Linked DNA regions of Danio rerio: all the other regions are linked to region 1. The links are chromatin contacts, called in public Hi-C and HiChIP or PLAC-seq maps. All regions are on one chromosome and are shown on one strand. The core of a region is the stretch at or near the end of the contact, and the rest is flanking DNA. Distances in the headings are between cores, read along the strand shown. Region 1 holds the start of wu:fc17b08. Region 2 holds the start of cox15 (cytochrome c oxidase assembly homolog 15 (yeast)). Region 3 holds the start of cutc (cutC copper transporter homolog (E. coli)).

What was found. Hi-C and Micro-C count contacts between places; a contact is called where the count stands out from the background. HiChIP or PLAC-seq counts read pairs in DNA pulled down with a chosen protein or histone mark.
Region 2: a Hi-C map of hematopoietic stem cells shows a contact between it and region 1, with 3 times the contacts expected there. The contact joins the promoter of cox15 here to the promoter of wu:fc17b08 in region 1. A contact is called at or near these places in 3 of 18 Hi-C or Micro-C datasets (caudal fin, hematopoietic stem cells and an unstated tissue) and 1 of 4 datasets of contacts at active chromatin or transcription factors (embryo).
Region 3: a contact with region 1 is called in an H3K4me3 HiChIP or PLAC-seq map of embryo, with 2.2 times the contacts expected there. The contact joins the promoter of cutc here to the promoter of wu:fc17b08 in region 1. A contact is called at or near these places in 2 of 4 datasets of contacts at active chromatin or transcription factors (embryo and gastrula embryo).

The regions. Positions count from the first base shown.
Region 1 is chr13:425,188-428,460 of GRCz12tu, reverse strand. wu:fc17b08 reads right to left here and starts at 1,455. Exons shown (of 7, transcript XM_678958.10): 1 at 1,341-1,455. The coding sequence starts at 1,437. It overlaps nvl (nuclear VCP like), which reads left to right and starts at 2,685. Exons shown (of 23, transcript NM_213484.1): 1 at 2,685-2,869. The coding sequence starts at 2,813.
Region 2 is chr13:612,183-615,455 of GRCz12tu, reverse strand. It overlaps cox15 (cytochrome c oxidase assembly homolog 15 (yeast)), which reads right to left and starts at 1,762. Exons shown (of 9, transcript NM_201206.2): 1 at 1,564-1,762. The coding sequence starts at 1,626.
Region 3 is chr13:564,434-567,706 of GRCz12tu, reverse strand. cutc (cutC copper transporter homolog (E. coli)) reads right to left here and starts at 1,605. Exons shown (of 9, transcript NM_001006046.1): 1 at 1,569-1,605; 2 at 467-536; 3 at 224-283. The coding sequence starts at 536.

The DNA of each region.
Region 1 (3,273 bases), core at 206-2,705:
CATCCAGTATGTCATTTCCCTTTCAACTTCAAAACCACTATGATTGAAACGTGACTTCCTCCTCCTGAGTTTTCAGAAACTGACACTAGCAGCTCTACGGATTCTCTCTCTGCTTTATGCTGTCATCATGTTTAGACACAGCCGGTCCTCTTGTCATACAGGACAGTTTCAGTCCACTGATTTATATTAATGGACAATGGAATGTTGGTTTGCAGCTTTCCACTGTGTCAGATGTGAGATGTTGTTGTGCTGATTGTAAAAGGCCTCAGTCCTCTGTCAGTCCGGCATCACAGTGCTTCAGTATTATTATTATTCCCTCCAGAACTGTCTTGAGCATCTGTCTCACGCCTCCAGAAGCCACTGCGTTCATTGTGTTTGGTCTTGGTGTTCTGAGGCGCAGCTCATTTATTAGAGGAGAATTGTGGCCAGAATTGCAGTGTTAATTTGGGCTTTACACAGAAAATAATGGAAAAACAAAAGCACTGTGGTTGTTTTTCCTCATGAAGCATGTTAAGTTAACAAACTGCTGTCATGTTTACTACAGTGAACTAATAAACAATAAGAAATATTGTAGTTTGTATTACAGTAACTGAACTGTGGGTGTATTTTAGTATAATATACACTACAGTGGTGTTAACTCCTGTATTGGGTCACTTGCTTCTATTACTATAGTACTGTAGAATCACAACACAGACATCAACTCAAATACTTAACTACAGTTCGGCTCAAAAACACTATAAATACGCCCTGCCTTACGCGTTTATTCTCATGTGTGCCCATCCCAAACCGTTTAAACAAACAAAAGCTTAAAAATATGTCTAATAAAGGCGTCAGACAGGATTATTATGTTAGAGAACAACCTTCTCTCTCCTCTTCACGTTGACAGCTCAATGCAGACTGACGTCATTTCAGACCGGTGATATCACAGTCGGCCAAAGTGAGACACTTCTCACTTTCTTTCATCCACTTTCACAATTATTCATCATCATCATCATCATCATCTGACTGTAGGCCGGCTGAACAAGAGCGCGCTTTAAAAACAATAACAACTTTCGGTCGATCGTGAGCGCGCACAGCCCGGCCAGTGCACAGAACTGAAGATTAATTACAAAACCTTGACGAAACATGGACCAAATTTACAACAGATGATCGTGTTTATGATCTGCTGTGATTGCTCTATTGCTAAAGATCAAATATTGAACGTGGTTTGGTCCGATCCTGTCGGTTAGCCTTATTAGCAAGTTAGCTACAGGTATTAGTGGCCAGATTTCAACGAAACTAACGTAAATAATCAGTAAAATCATTGAGCGGGTGTTGTGTGTAGAGTGCGCTGCTCTTACCCACACTGCGAATGAGTTTAGACCTCCAGCAATCCGAATCCTGGCGAACTGGAAACCTCTCGTTCGTGCAGAGCCGCTTGGTTGCCAAATTCGCCATTTTCTCCAGTGAGCAAGCGCAGGGGAGCGCGCACGCTCACTGATAGCATTGGCATGTGACGTCATGGCGCACGCTCCTTTTGTTTTTGCGGACTACACTGTCACCTGCTGTACGATGTGCTCAATGATTTACACTCACCGGCCACTTTATTAGGTACACCTTACTAGGGTCGGACCCTCTTTTGCCTTCAGAACTGCCTTAACCCTTCATGGCAGAGATTCAGCAAGCTACTGGAAATATTCCTCAGAGATTTTGCTCCATATTGTCATGATAGCATCACACAGTTGCTGCAGATTTGTCGGCTGCACATCCATGATGCCAATCTCCCGTTCCACCACATCCCAAAGCTGCTCTATTGGATTGAGCTCTGGTGACTGTGGAGGCCTGTCTATATATTGCTGAATGCAGTTGTATTTTCACGTTTTAGTTTTGTGATGTCATATTACCCAAACAGAAGTTTCATAGATTGAAAAACATGAGTAATAAATACATTTCTGTGTATTTAAATATGTCAAAAAACCCTTTTGTCATGCAGTTTTTTATTTATTTTTCTGTCTGATGCCCATGCATTTGTGTCACATTTCATATCTTGTATGATATTTTATAGACTTAAATGACATGAAATATAGTGTACACATATTTACACGTGAAACACGAAGAATAAAGATTTAGTTATGTTGCACATTTGAAAAAAGAAAAAAATATATACATTTCAATATATTGAGCAATGCATATGTTGCAGTTCTGGGTATTTATGTGCATAGTCACATTATGTTATTGTCATATTATTATGTAAGTGTCACTTTAATCATTCATTTATTTTCTTTAACACAGGGAGAACATGCAACGTGTCACCACCCTAAGTATGAATTATAATAGTTACTTATATATTAGATATATATAATAGATATATCATATTTTACATATAATAAAGCCTGAAATGATTCATACCCAAGCCAAATTCTGACTTGAAATTTAAATAACAGCCACAATGAGGACTTTTGTACATACTTTTTGGAGAAAGATAATGAATATTGTCTTTTTTTGGTAAAAAAAATAAAAAATAAAAAAATAACTTACTAGTTAAATAGAAGTTACTTAAAGTCAGATTTTTCCAGGGGTATGAATATTGTAAATATAACATTGTTTATTATTTGTGCAGTCTCCAGGCCGGCAGGGGTCGCGCGTGTGTTCTGCAGCGGGAGATCAGCGTGTGTTGTTCAGTTCAGCACATGTAGAGCAGCAGCGACATGCAACAGAGGAAAATATAAACGTGTGCTGCTCTTCCTCCTCGTTTAAAGGTTTATTTGTGTGGATAATAACACAGATATATTAATAATATCTCCTACTGTCGACACTCCGCGAGGGATGAGCCATGAAGAACCGCGGCGGTTATAATATTGACCCGAGACTCAAACACAGAGTCCACCAGGTAACACACAGCTCTAATATACTAACTTACAGTGTTTTTCTACCATACTATAGACTATAATCATGTAAATATATATTATAATATTTACAACTTTTTATTTATGAATGCTTCAGTATACTGTATTATTAGCTATAGTGATAAATACTGTAGTATACATGAGTGTTTACCACAGTAAACTGGTGTGTTGTTGTATAATATACCCTACAGCTGTTGAAAACTCCATGCCCAGTTGTTTATGTTACTGTAGTGGTGCTACAATAACTGACTAATAACCCCAACAGATTAATTCAGTATGGTTAAAACACTATAGTGTTTACTATAAATCACTGCGGTAAATGTAAAATAAGATTGAAGAATACAGAAGAGTAAACATGTAAGTGACGTAATGCTCACACACACTGAAC
Region 2 (3,273 bases), core at 513-3,012, 190 kb before region 1:
AATGAACAGCCAATGAGAAGAAGGGGGTGCCTGCTTGCTCACCAATCGGTTTAAATCATATAAATAAGGGTGTTGTGCTTGCTTCTGGAGGACGGCTACTTGGCTGCCCTCATGTCAAGACCATCTCTTTAAATCTGTAACCTTATGGTTTCGTTTTGCATTATTTACATCATGTAGTTAAAGTTAGTTGTGATTATATCTTAAGTTCTTCATCTATCCCTAGACATTTGTTTGCTCCTTGATTTGTATAATAAATATTGATTTGTAATAAATAAGTTGCATATAGATCCTTTTGTTGTCTGAGCTCTTTTATGTTGCGACCCAAACGAGGGGACCGTAACAATATACAATAATAATAACATAACTTTGAAGCAAAATGTGTTGATTAACCTCATGATAATATATGGGATGTATCATGTACACAAACAAATATAGTCCAATGAGAAGCCTAATAGTTATTTGTTAAAATTGATGCTAAGCAGGGCGAAGCGGTGGCACAGTAGGTAGGCAAGAAGGTCGCTTGGTCGCTGGTTCGAGCCTCAGCTCAGTTGGCGTTTCTGTGTGGAGTTTGCATGTTCTCCCTGTGTTCGCGTGGGTTTTCCCCACAGTCCAAAGACATGCGGTACAGGTCAATTGGGAAGTTGTCTGTAGTGTATGAATGTGAATGTGTGTGTGGATGTTTCCCAGAGATGGGTTGCAGCTGGAAGGGCATCCACTCCGTAAAAACTTGCAGGATAAGTTGGAGGTTCATTCCGCTGTGGCGACCCCAGATTAATAAAGGGACTAAGCCAACAAGAAAATGAATGAATGAATGAATGATCCTAAGCATAATTATATCGAAATCCCCAAAAAGCTATAAGGATGTATGCAAATTTGGAATCTTTTACATATGTGAATTTATTGTAATTTTTATAATATATATATTATATATATTTATTTATTTTTAGTTTTTTATTCTCTACTGATTTGTTCCTTTGATGTGAAAAAATTGTAAGCATGGAAACGCTATTCCTTTTTTTGTATGCTATAGTTCTTGTTATGCAACAAATAAATAAATAAATAAATAAATAAATAAATAAATAAATAAACTGCAAACTTTGGATGTTTAAATCATGTTTAAATCTTCTAAATGTAATTTAAATCACTCTTTTGGCGACACTAGACTATAGCTATCCTTAACACTAACACATTGATACTAACATCTAAACAACTTTATTTTAATATCACGAGGCCATTAATAATGATGATAATAAAGGTGTAGTGTATGACTGATATAGCTAATAGAACTATAGGACGTTTCTAACAGTCAACAGTAGTTTAAAAACGTAGTATAAGTAAATATATTCATCAAGACAAGGTCAAGTTGACATGTTTACTCCATTATGAACTGCATTATAAACCCGTGACATGAGTTCAGCCGTCATACACACTCTACATTCATATTTCCAGACACTGATGTGGGTGTGTGCTGCTGGACATTAATGTATAATTGTGTTATTATAATTATTATGTTTAATTAATTCAGCGGTTTGTGACTGTACGGATGTCAGTGTGTGTTTGTACCTGTATCTGCTGTAAGTTTCTCGCCGCCTGACAGCGACACATGGCCAGCCTGAGCAGCATCATGATCCCGTGCTCACAGATACACCAGCGCTGTTATTTACTGGAAAATAATATATTACAAAACCTGTCATGTAACCAACATGCCCAGCCTCCCGCACACTCTTCTTCGTTTCCACTTCTTCTTCTGTGGTTTTCTTTGGCCGTAGTCAGAATTTTTAGCGCCCCCTAGTATACACGCAGCACAGAGATGATCCTGCTGTACGTTCCACCAGCAGCCTGAACCGCTGATACAAGGCAGGATGATCCATGCTTTCATGTTGTTGAGGCCAAATTGTGAGTCGAGCATCCGAATGTGTGAGCAGAAATGGAGACTCATCAGAGCAGCAACGTTTCTCCAATCTTCTATTGTCCAGTTTTGGTGAGTCTGTGTGAATTGTAGCCTCAGTTTCCTGTTCTTAGCTGACAGGAGCGGCACCCGGTGTGCTCTTCTGCTGCTGTAGCCCATCCGCCTCGAGGTTGGACGTGTTGTGTGTTCAGAGATGCTCTTCTGCAGAGCTCGGTTGTAACGAGTGCTTATTTGAGTTACTGTTGCCTTTCTATCAGCTGGAACCAGTCTGGCCATTCTCCTCTGACCTCTGGCCTCATCAACAAGACATTTGCACCCACAGAACTGCCGCTCACTGGATATTTCCTCTTTGTCGGAGCATTCTCTGTAAACCCTAGAGATGGTTGTGCGTGAAAATCCCAGTAGATCAGCAGTTTCTGAAATACTCAGAGCAGCCCGTCTGGCAGCAACAACCATGCCACGTTCAAAGTCTACTAAATCCCCTTTCTTCCTCATTCTGATGCTCGCTTTGAATTGCAGCAGATCCTCTTGACCATGTCTACATGCCTAAATGCAGTGAGCTGCTGCCATGTGATTGGCTGATTAGAAATTTGAGTTAACGAGCAGTTGGAGAGGTGTACCTAATGAAGTGGCCGTTGAGTGTATAAAGATCATTCTTTATGACTCTTTTCTAAAGTAATTCTTGAAGCTTTTAGGTTAGCATAGCTTCCTAAATATAATAGAATTATTTTAAAAAATAATAAATATAAGATTTTTTATACAGAAAATAAATGTAAAAATTATAAGACAATAATTATAAGCATTAGAGGGTCAGTTTTTTTGTCTAAGAATAGAAAGCAAAAAGGACACATGTTAAAAGTAATACACCCATGTGAAAATTTTCATTTATCTAGCTAGTGCAGATTGTTATTCTTAGATTAATTAACAATTTAACAATTAATCTGTTTTAGTAGTCTTCAATTGTCTGCTTCATCATTTGGATTATTCAGATGACATCATTTACAATATTCTTAGCCACGCCCCTATGACTGACATGAGGTAATGATGTGTTCAAGAAAGCCCCGCCCTCCTACTTAATATTCTATATTAATAGTTTGGAAAGGGTGTGGCTAAATATATTTCACCCAATCCATGAAGCTAACATCATCACAGAAACACTGCCGTTTCTTAATTATTTAATCACAATTTCATAGATAATTTAATATAAATAATAAGAACAATTCTCATTACTGTTTTTACATTTCTGCGAGAGTGTTGGGGTAGTTGCAGACGTTATTAAAATAGAATTAATGCGTAATTTAATAAGTAATATTAATAATACTCTGTATAATTACTGTCTTTACATCACTGTGAGGGTAACTTAA
Region 3 (3,273 bases), core at 356-2,855, 140 kb before region 1:
AGTGTGTGTGTGTGCTCACATATGTAAGTGTGTGCATGTGTGTGAGTGTGTATTTAATTGTGAGCATGAATGTATGTGTAAGCATGTGTGTGTACACGTGTGTGGGAGCGTGAGTGTGTTGGTGCATGTGTCTATGCATGTGTAAGTGTGTGCATATGCATGTGTGTGAGGGTGTGTATGCATGCATGAGTGTGTGTTTGTGTATGTGTGTGTGTGAGCTGACCTGTGCTTGGCGTCGTTCCTCCCTCCAGCAGATTACTGCACAACTCAATTCGAGCAGCACCTGAACACACACACACACACACAACATCTGCACACAACACTTACAAAACAATCAACACACACGTACTAAAAGTGCAAAGAGCTGCACTCTCAATCTGATTACACACTGCTGTTTCCATTGACTGCATAATAGAAGGTGTGTGTGTGTGTGTGTGTGTGTGTGTGTGTGTGTGTGTAACTGTACCTCCCCTTTCTGCATTTATGGCAGACTCAACTGAGTCCACACACACCTCCATCAGGAGCCCGTCTGACATCTGAAACACACACACACACACACACACACACACACACACACACATAATATTTTAATTCATTCTCCTTCAGCTTATTCATCAGGGGACACCACAGCGGAACGAACCGCCAACTATCCCGGCATACGTTTTACACAGTGGATGCCCTTCCAGCTGCAATCCAGTACTAGGAAACACCCATACGGCCAATTTAGTTCATCAACATCCCTATAGGTGTCGCCGTGGGTTTCCTCCGGGTGCTCCGGTTTCCCCCAGTCCAAACACATGCGCTATAGAATTGGGTAGGCTAAATTGTCCGTAGTAGTGTATGTGTGTGAATGAATGTGTATGGGTGTTTCCCAGTGATGAGTTGCAGGTGGAAGGGCATCTGCTCCGTAAAACATATGTTAAATAAGTTGGCGGTTCATTCCGCTGTGGCGGCCCCTGATGAATAAAGGGAAAGCCGAAAAGAAAATGAATGAATGAATTCCCCTATAGCGCATGTGTTTGGACTGTGGGGGAAACCGGAGCACACGGAGGAAACCCATGCCAACACGGGGAGAACATGCAAACTCCACACAGAATATAGTCATTTATAGTAAAATACCACAGTGTTTTCAGTAAAATACTTGAATGAATCTGTTGTGGTGATTCTAATTGCTATAATAACTAACTTACAGTAATATAAACAAATGAGCCAGTGCTGTAGCTTACACCACAGCACAGCTTAGTGTAGTAAACAACTAAAGTATACACTACAGTATTCATTGTCAGTTTACTAGTTCATACTACAGGTGTACATACTATAATATGTACAGTATATAAGATGTCATTATACTATGGTGGTTCATTAACACTACAGTATTTACTATAGATTACTATAGTATTACTGATGTGGGCACAGGAGTTTGGCAAAGTGTCCTAAAAAGCGAGCTCGCGGTGCCAGTAACTACTCCGGCTCCTGCAATGTCAGCTTTGTTACGCTTTTATTAATGACTTTTATTATAACAGTGTCTGTGTAACTACATAGATTTCTGTTTTCTCTCGTGTTTTTACCTCTGCTGAGAGTCCAGCGCCGGAAGCTGATCACTCTGACACTCTCGCGATATTTACACGCATGCACAAGCGTTTCACTCTGGGACTCTCGCGAGATTCAGTGGAGACGAGACTTGAGCGCATATACTGGACTGGAGTGTGTTCTTTCGTTACTGTACAGAAGTGTGTGTACTGTACACTACAGAGTGTGTTTACTGTGACCTCCAAAACATTTGACGAATATCGGAGAATTTTCGTGAGTGTGGAAAAAGGACTGTTTATTGCCAGAAGTAATAGTTCCCTACTGGAAAAAACAGCTTAAACCAGCCTAGGCTGGTTGGCTGGTTTTAGCTGGTCGACCAGGCTGGTTTTAGAGGTGTTTTGGCCATTTCCAGACTGGTTTCCAGCCATGACCAGCTAAAACCAGCTTGACCAGCCTAGCCTGGCTGGGAACCCAGCCAAAACCAGCTATGTCCAACTTAAACCAGGCTGGTCAATCTGGTTTTAGCTGGTCATTTTCCAGCCTGACCAGCTAAGACCAGGCTGGAAATGGCTGGAAACCAGCCTGGAAATGGCCAAAACACCTTTAAAACCAGCCTGGTCGACCAGCTAAAACCAGCCAACCGGCCTAGGCAGGTTTAAGCTGGATTTTTCAGTAGAGTTATTTAAAAAAATCCACATTCATTCACTTTCCTTCGGCTTACCGGTAGTTGCTTATTCATCAGGGGTCGCCACAGAGGAATGAACTGCCAAATATGTTTTACACAGCAGATAACCTTCCAGCTGCAACCAAGTACTGGGAAACACCCATACACACTCATTCTCACACACACACACTCTCATACACTAGTTGATCAGTTCCCCTATAGCGCATGTGTTTGGACTGTGGGGGAAACCGGAGCACCCGGAGGAAACCCACGCCAACACTGGGGAGAACATGCAAACTCCACACAGAAACACCAACTGACCCAGCCGAGACTCAAACCAGAGACCTTCTTGCTGTGAGGCCACAGTGCTAACCACTGAGCCACTGTGCCGTCCCCAAAATGACCCAATACTGTAGTATATATATATATATATATATATTTTTTTTTACAACTATAGGGTTAATTATACTACAACACACCACAGTTTACTGTAGTAAACACATAAAGTGTATTGATCAGTTCACTATAGTTATTACTACAGCATGCTGCAGCATTCAATAACAAAGAGTTGTTTGCATTTGCTTGAATATACAGTAGCCTCGCTATAATTCACAATACTATAGTGTGGCTCAAGAACAGTATAGTATTTACCATGGTATTTGTCGTGGGTATCATCACAGTGTAAATTATGTGTGTGATTTACACTTGTTCATGTGCTTTGTACGATTACCCACATGGCAAAATATCTCTGGCCCAGTTCTGGCCCACACAATCAGCTTTTGCTTGGCCCACATGCCGCAGTGAATTACGGTAGGGGTTCTCAAAGTGGGGGTCGGGACCCCTCGAGGGGTTGCGGGACAATGAAGGGGGGTTGCCTGGTGATTTAAAAAAATCTATTTATTATTATTAAATCATATAGGAATGACCATATTTTATCCATAACCTACAGAAAAAATACAGTTGTTTATAATTACTATATAGTTACTTTAGTAGCTTATAGTTACTAGTTCTATTGGATTGCGACCCCAGTGGTAATTACATTATATTAAAGACACAGCAATAGCGTCAGATGCTGCAGA